Linked DNA regions of Zea mays: region 1 is linked to region 2. The links are chromatin contacts, called in public Hi-C maps. All regions are on one chromosome and are shown on one strand. Each heading gives the region's core, a stretch centred on a gene start, on an enhancer-like site or on the middle of the called end of the contact. The rest is flanking DNA. Distances are from core to core; before and after follow the strand shown. Region 1 holds the start of LOC100501892 (P-loop containing nucleoside triphosphate hydrolase superfamily protein). Region 2 has its middle 11 kb from the start of LOC100501391.

What was found. A called contact is a pair of places that touch in the nucleus more often than the background predicts.
Region 1: a contact with region 2 is called in a Hi-C map of ear, with 2.8 times the contacts expected there. The contact joins the promoter of LOC100501892 here to the enhancer-like site in region 2. A contact is called at or near these places in 2 of 25 Hi-C or Micro-C datasets (ear and tassel).

The regions. Positions count from the first base shown.
Region 1 is chr5:207,375,446-207,378,490 of Zm-B73-REFERENCE-NAM-5.0, forward strand. LOC100501892 (P-loop containing nucleoside triphosphate hydrolase superfamily protein) reads left to right here and starts at 1,572. Exons shown (of 7, transcript NM_001196531.1): 1 at 1,572-1,864; 2 at 1,965-2,060. The coding sequence starts at 1,977.
Region 2 is chr5:207,194,651-207,197,381 of Zm-B73-REFERENCE-NAM-5.0, forward strand. No RefSeq gene overlaps it. Among protein-coding and RNA genes, the nearest start is that of LOC100501391, 11 kb to the left of the region's middle. Within about 2 kb of position 1,346, at least 15 of the 20 cell types and tissues checked have an H3K27ac peak or open chromatin away from gene starts, as enhancers often do. A contact at or near this core is called in ear and tassel, where this site is marked.

The DNA.
Region 1 (3,045 bases), core at 322-2,821, 180 kb after region 2:
TGTATACCCCCTACGTTATGTTGCATTTATTCTCGTTGTTCATCTATGTAAGCTTTAAGAGATTGGAGCTCGTTGATGTTACTTACATTGGGGATATCCGGTGTGGGTCGGAGCGAAGCCGGATCAGTCGTCCGTTGCCGAACGACCTTGTTGTTCCTGTCTACCTTGAAGTTGGCCAGGAATTTCGCCTTCGCTTCTTGGATCAGCTGCTCCTTGTGCTCCTCGAACTGGAGCTGTTCGTCAGCGGGCAAGGTCTCCCAAGTCGGCTCTATAATATTGCTGGGGGAGATGTCAGAGCTATCCCTTGAACCGGCCATTAAGAACCGATTTGATGAGTCTATATGTGCTGTCCCCAGCGGAGTCGCCAAAAGTGTGTTGGTGACTTTTTCGGGCGCCAATCACTAAACAAGAACCGCGATGGTGATCTCTGCACAGGAGCGGACGGTCCACGACCTGGCGCAGGGCTTAGGTTTTCCTGCCTGACAGCCGGATGGTCCACACACTGGGGCCGGACGGTCCGCGCGTGCGCAGGGACGACGGAAGTCACCGGCGTCGCCTGGATCTTGCTCCCGGGAGGGACCCCGTCGGGGAGGAGAGATCCTAGGTGTTGTCTAGGCTCGGTAGGCCGACCTAGACTCCTCTAATCGACGTAGAGTCAAATAGAAGCGGAGAATTTGGAGATTGGAAGACTAAACTAAAACTAGACTAGAACTACTCCTAAGATAAAACATAAATTGTATTGATTGTAGTTTCGATTGATTATTCTAAATCGACCGTATTCCTCTGTTTTTATAGAGGAGGGGGGTTGGACCCGTTACAAACAAACTCCCCAAGCTAATTCCGTGAATTTCGTCAACAAACACAACAAGAAACTCGGAAAACTAATCTGTTCTGCGCGCGCGGACCGTCCGGCCCACAGACACGGACCATCTGGTGGCTCAATTTGGTGCCCAACACACACGTAAAATTCTTACAAAAGCAACCGCATACCAATAACTAGCAGATCAACAAGACCATCAACACATCATCAAAACATACCAAATAATAAAAGATATTCATATGCCTAGTACACTATACACACGCATAAACATTATATTAATATAAAAACAGAATTTATAAAATAACTGTTAATAGACCCCATCCTAGCAAGAGGGGGGTTGTACTGACTACGACTTTGCGTGTTCAAGTATAAACAGTGTCTACATCTATGAATTATAAAATATTTGAATTTATAACAATAAAATACTGGTGACTAACTATACTAACGCAACAAACCACTAACATTGTCCCCACTGAAAAATATCAGAAGCGAACTCTAGAGAGCCCCTGCTTCTGCTTTGTTAGATTGTATCCCAAGAAAAAAGAGTAAAGCCGACCTTCTTGGGCCGCAAGACGACCCGCGGAACCGTCTAACCAGTAGTACCCAATACCCACGCTGCCACGCACAAACACTCGCATCTCCTACCGCGGTTTTGATCGAGAGGACGGCCAGCCAGCCAGCCTTAAACCCTACCCGCCCAAACCCACACGACTCACGACCATGGCCGCCGCCGCCGCCGCTAAGGCAGCGGCCGCGGCCGTCTCCGCGGGGGCCGCCTTTGTGCTCTCCTCCGAGCGGGCCCACGCCGACGGGGGCGGCTCCACCTTCCGCTTCCCCGGCTTCTACTCCTCCGCCCCCTCCCCGGCCCCGGCCCCGGCCCCTGCCCCCGCCGCGCCGCCGCCTCAGGAGTCCAATGCCCCGGAGGAGGCGCCGAAGGTTTCGACTCAGCACCCTCGCACTAGTGCGGCGGGCTTCGATCCCGCGCCGCTGGAGCGTGGGGTGGAGGCGATTAACAAGCTCAAGCAGGCGTCGGACCCCAAAAAGGTGGTCATCTTTTTAGTGCCTTTCTCGTCGGTTATTTATCTTATTTCGTCCTACGGAGTGTTTTTGTGACTGGGGGCTGTTTTCACTCGTGGTTGTGCAGCTGTTCGAGTTTATGAAGAAGCAGGAGGAGACTCACCAGCAGGAAATAGCTGCGAAGAAACTCGAGTTGCAGAAGGCACTGGCCGAGATCGAGCTTGTGAGACATCTCTCATCCCATCACTGTTGGCTTGTACGAAGGAATTAGCACTTACTCTAACTAACTTAATAGCTACAAAGCATTTTAGTCCCAAGCTCATCTCGTCTGGGGTAAGCAGTAATGAGCCATTTTGGAGAACTACTGCGTGAAAAATGTATAGTTTCGAGTTTTAAGATTACAAATGATGATTCTATGCCCTCCTGGAAACTCCAAAATGAGCAACACTAGGTCATAATTGCCATGGATACAGGACCTTCGGTCATGTGCTTCCATAGTGTTTGCATTCCCATTGTTGACTGGTTTTATTCTATGCTGCAGTTAACAAACTGCTTTATATAATTCTATATTCTTGAAATCCTGAATTGTCTGCCCATATTGTACAGACCGTGACCTTCTTGGCTGTCTGCAACACAGATGTTGGTGTGCAATGTAATCAACATACAACATCTTAGATTTACTTATTCATTACTGCTCCTATTTTTGCAGTATTGTACAAGTCTGTCAGAATGCTATTGATTAACTTGAACCGAGTTTATGCCTGTGCATTGGTTCTATTACACATTAAGTACTTCAGATCATGTCACCCTTATTTATTCATTGAATAGTGTGGATCTGTGATGAAGGGATTGGTAAATTGATGTTTACGGTTGCATAATTTCTCCAGTCACAAGTGTCACTTTGCACACTTATAGCCCCCATAGTTTTTCCAAGACAAGTCTCTTAATCTTATTATTTTTATATTCATTTGACTGACCTATGTATTTGTAAAGATATTTGGTGAAAATGAAAGAGTTTTGCAGCAAGCATGTGAGATGAGGGGTTTTATACTTCTATAACATTTGTATAAATTGTTTAATTCTCATAATAAACACTGTCATGTTAAATACTTCCTCCATTCTACTCCCTTTGTTCCAAAATATAAGATGTTTTGACATTTCTAGATACATCACTCTTACTGGGTACCGAGACTAGACGTAGTGTATAT
Region 2 (2,731 bases), core at 96-2,595:
GTGGTCTGGCTTCAGCATAGGCCCATGCTATGCACGCAAGCAGTGTACGCTGATGCGTGTACCTTGTTGAGTAAATTGCTGCATGGCATCTGCCTCTGCCTGGCCATGAATGGATATCAAAATCCTCAACCAGATGTGACCACACTCTGAAAGGAGACAAACCATTAAAGGCCACAGAGTTGAAGGACTCCATATGTTGACCTACCTGCCCACTGCTCGATCAGCACCATGGACCAAATCCTTGCATACAAACACCTCGCTTTTGGTAAACTATGGGTAAATTACTGCAGCAGACGGTCTAATGGTTATAGTATCCGATTCACGCGCGCAAGGAAGGTTTGCCAACGCACGCAGGTGGTGTTCAGTAGTGGGACTCATTCGGCGGCGTGGGATGTGGTCACCAGTGTCAGCGAATCACGCTGCATTATACGTACATTTGGTTCCGGACTACCGGCGTAGGAGTGAGATAATGCTAGGGCATGGAGGGACGCTGTGTTATTAAACGCCGTTACTTGTTGAGACAAACAACTTCGCCGTACGCTGGCTGCAACTTCATTCCTATTACGTCAGCGCGGTACTGATCCTACAACCAAACAGCACAGAGATTCTGCAGGTTGGTTTTAGTTCTGACTGAAGTTCTGCACGACCGAATGAAACTAAACTTATGTAGTCACTAGTCAGGCAGTGCAGAAACGCTGCGGAGGAGACATATAGACCGCAATGCAGAGTGCGCGTACGTCCTTGCCCGTGTGGTGCGCCACCCCTAGTAATCATCAGCTCGCCTATCTATTATACCTTGAAAAAGAAAGCGGACGCTCCTTGTCATGCTATGTCTAAACTCTAAAGACGTCCACTGGGTTAGTCACCCAAATCCTGCTTAAACAAGATACTACCTGTTGGTAAGCAGACCAGGCTTCCTAATATAGTAATGAGCAATCATGCCCCTTGTGGGTATGGTATCGCCATATATATTATATATCCTATTCGGCTATTCCTGCCTGCTTGCTAGATCAAATCAGATCTGTTCCGTAGTGGCTTGTACTGTTTTTTTCTTTTCTTTTTTCAGTTCATGAATTGCTTAATGCAGCAGCAGTACCCCCTCGTGGCAGCACGAGCGTATCGCGTTGCCATTTGACTGATGAGTCGTCGTTTCTCCATGTCAACGTCACGGGATTAATAAGTTACTTATTCGTCTTGTCCGTGCACGGAATCCGGTGTCCTGATTTCTCTAATCCGTGAGGGTTTGCTACTACTGCCAGCACGTACGATGCATGTCACGGTGGTGCACTGTAGTACGTCTGTACCTGCGCGCAGCAGCAGTATGTATGTATACCCCCATGCATCTGCATCTGACAGTCAAATTGCGGGCAAAGGGTGCGGTTTTGACTGTCGGTAGCTGGACCGGGACACGGACGGTGGGGCTCCGCTCCTGGCGAGATGATGGGTGGGACCGACGCCGGCCGGCCACGAGGCATGCGACCACGGCGGTGATGGAGGCGGAATCATTTTTACCGGCGGTGATGGAGGCGACCCCGCGCTTAATGTGTGTGTGTGTGGGACTGACTCCACATCGCAGTCACAAACAGCTCCGTCCGAGAAGAGGGGCTAGCTGCCGCTGTCCCCATCCGTGCAGATGCCGGGGACTGTTCTTGTTACTACAGTACTACGTATGTTACAATTACCACTGCTACGGCTTATTATTCGGTTGCTCGGGCAACGCTTCTCTGGTTGGAATAGCATGCCCATTATACGGACTACAGTATTAGGCAATGCCAATGCGTGCATGTCTCCTCTTTTCTGCACACGTCAGTCACACGAAAAAGACTTATTCGGTTATTTTCAATTCATATGTATTGGAGAGAATTAATATTGATTGAGAGATATTTTAACTTAATAGGGATTGAAAATCTCTCAATCCCTCTCAATCCATATCCATATGAATTGGAGTAGAACCGAACAAGTCTAGGAGTCGGGGAATCGCTCTAGCTTCAGCATCAGTAGTGTCCGCGGACAGTTGGGCATGCACGTACTCCGTCCGTCGGTTCCGAGTAGATAGATGTTCGTAAGGTTTCTGATCGGGAAAACAGCAGCTAGCTATTAGCACTTAAATCGGATATACAACAGGACATGTATGCATGCCTGCTCAATTGCTCACCAGCTAGCGCTGTTCGGTCTTGACCATATATATGACTAAAGTACATGCATGCATAGCACGCCCATGGATGGATAAAAAAACATTCATAGAAGCAAGGTACTAGGGTTTCTGTCTGAAATTCGATTAGAAGCGTGCATCGCAGTGCAGTTTCATCCCCCCCCCCCCCCCCCCCCCCCCCCCCCCCTTTAGGACTTGTTCGGTTACACCAATCCAGAGGGGGATTGGAGGGGTTTAAATCCCCGCCTAGTCATTTTTAACTAGGAGGGGATTTAATCCCCTCCAATCCCCCTCTGGATTGATGTAACCGAACATGCCCTTAAATTGCTCATCAGTGCAGTTTCAGTTCCCCCCCCCCCCCCCTCCCTCCGCTCTTCCTGTCACTACATGTAGCTGCTCGCTGTGTTGATTGTTGCACTGCTGCATCCACCACGCGTGGCCGCGAAGGGTTCCATTTCATGCAGGATCCGTACGTCGCGATGTTGGGAAAATTGCATGTACTGTTAGTCACGCATCAGGGGAATACTATCGACCAGTATAGTGGAAGATTGGGAGGTACGCTTGTTTGGGACAGTTTCG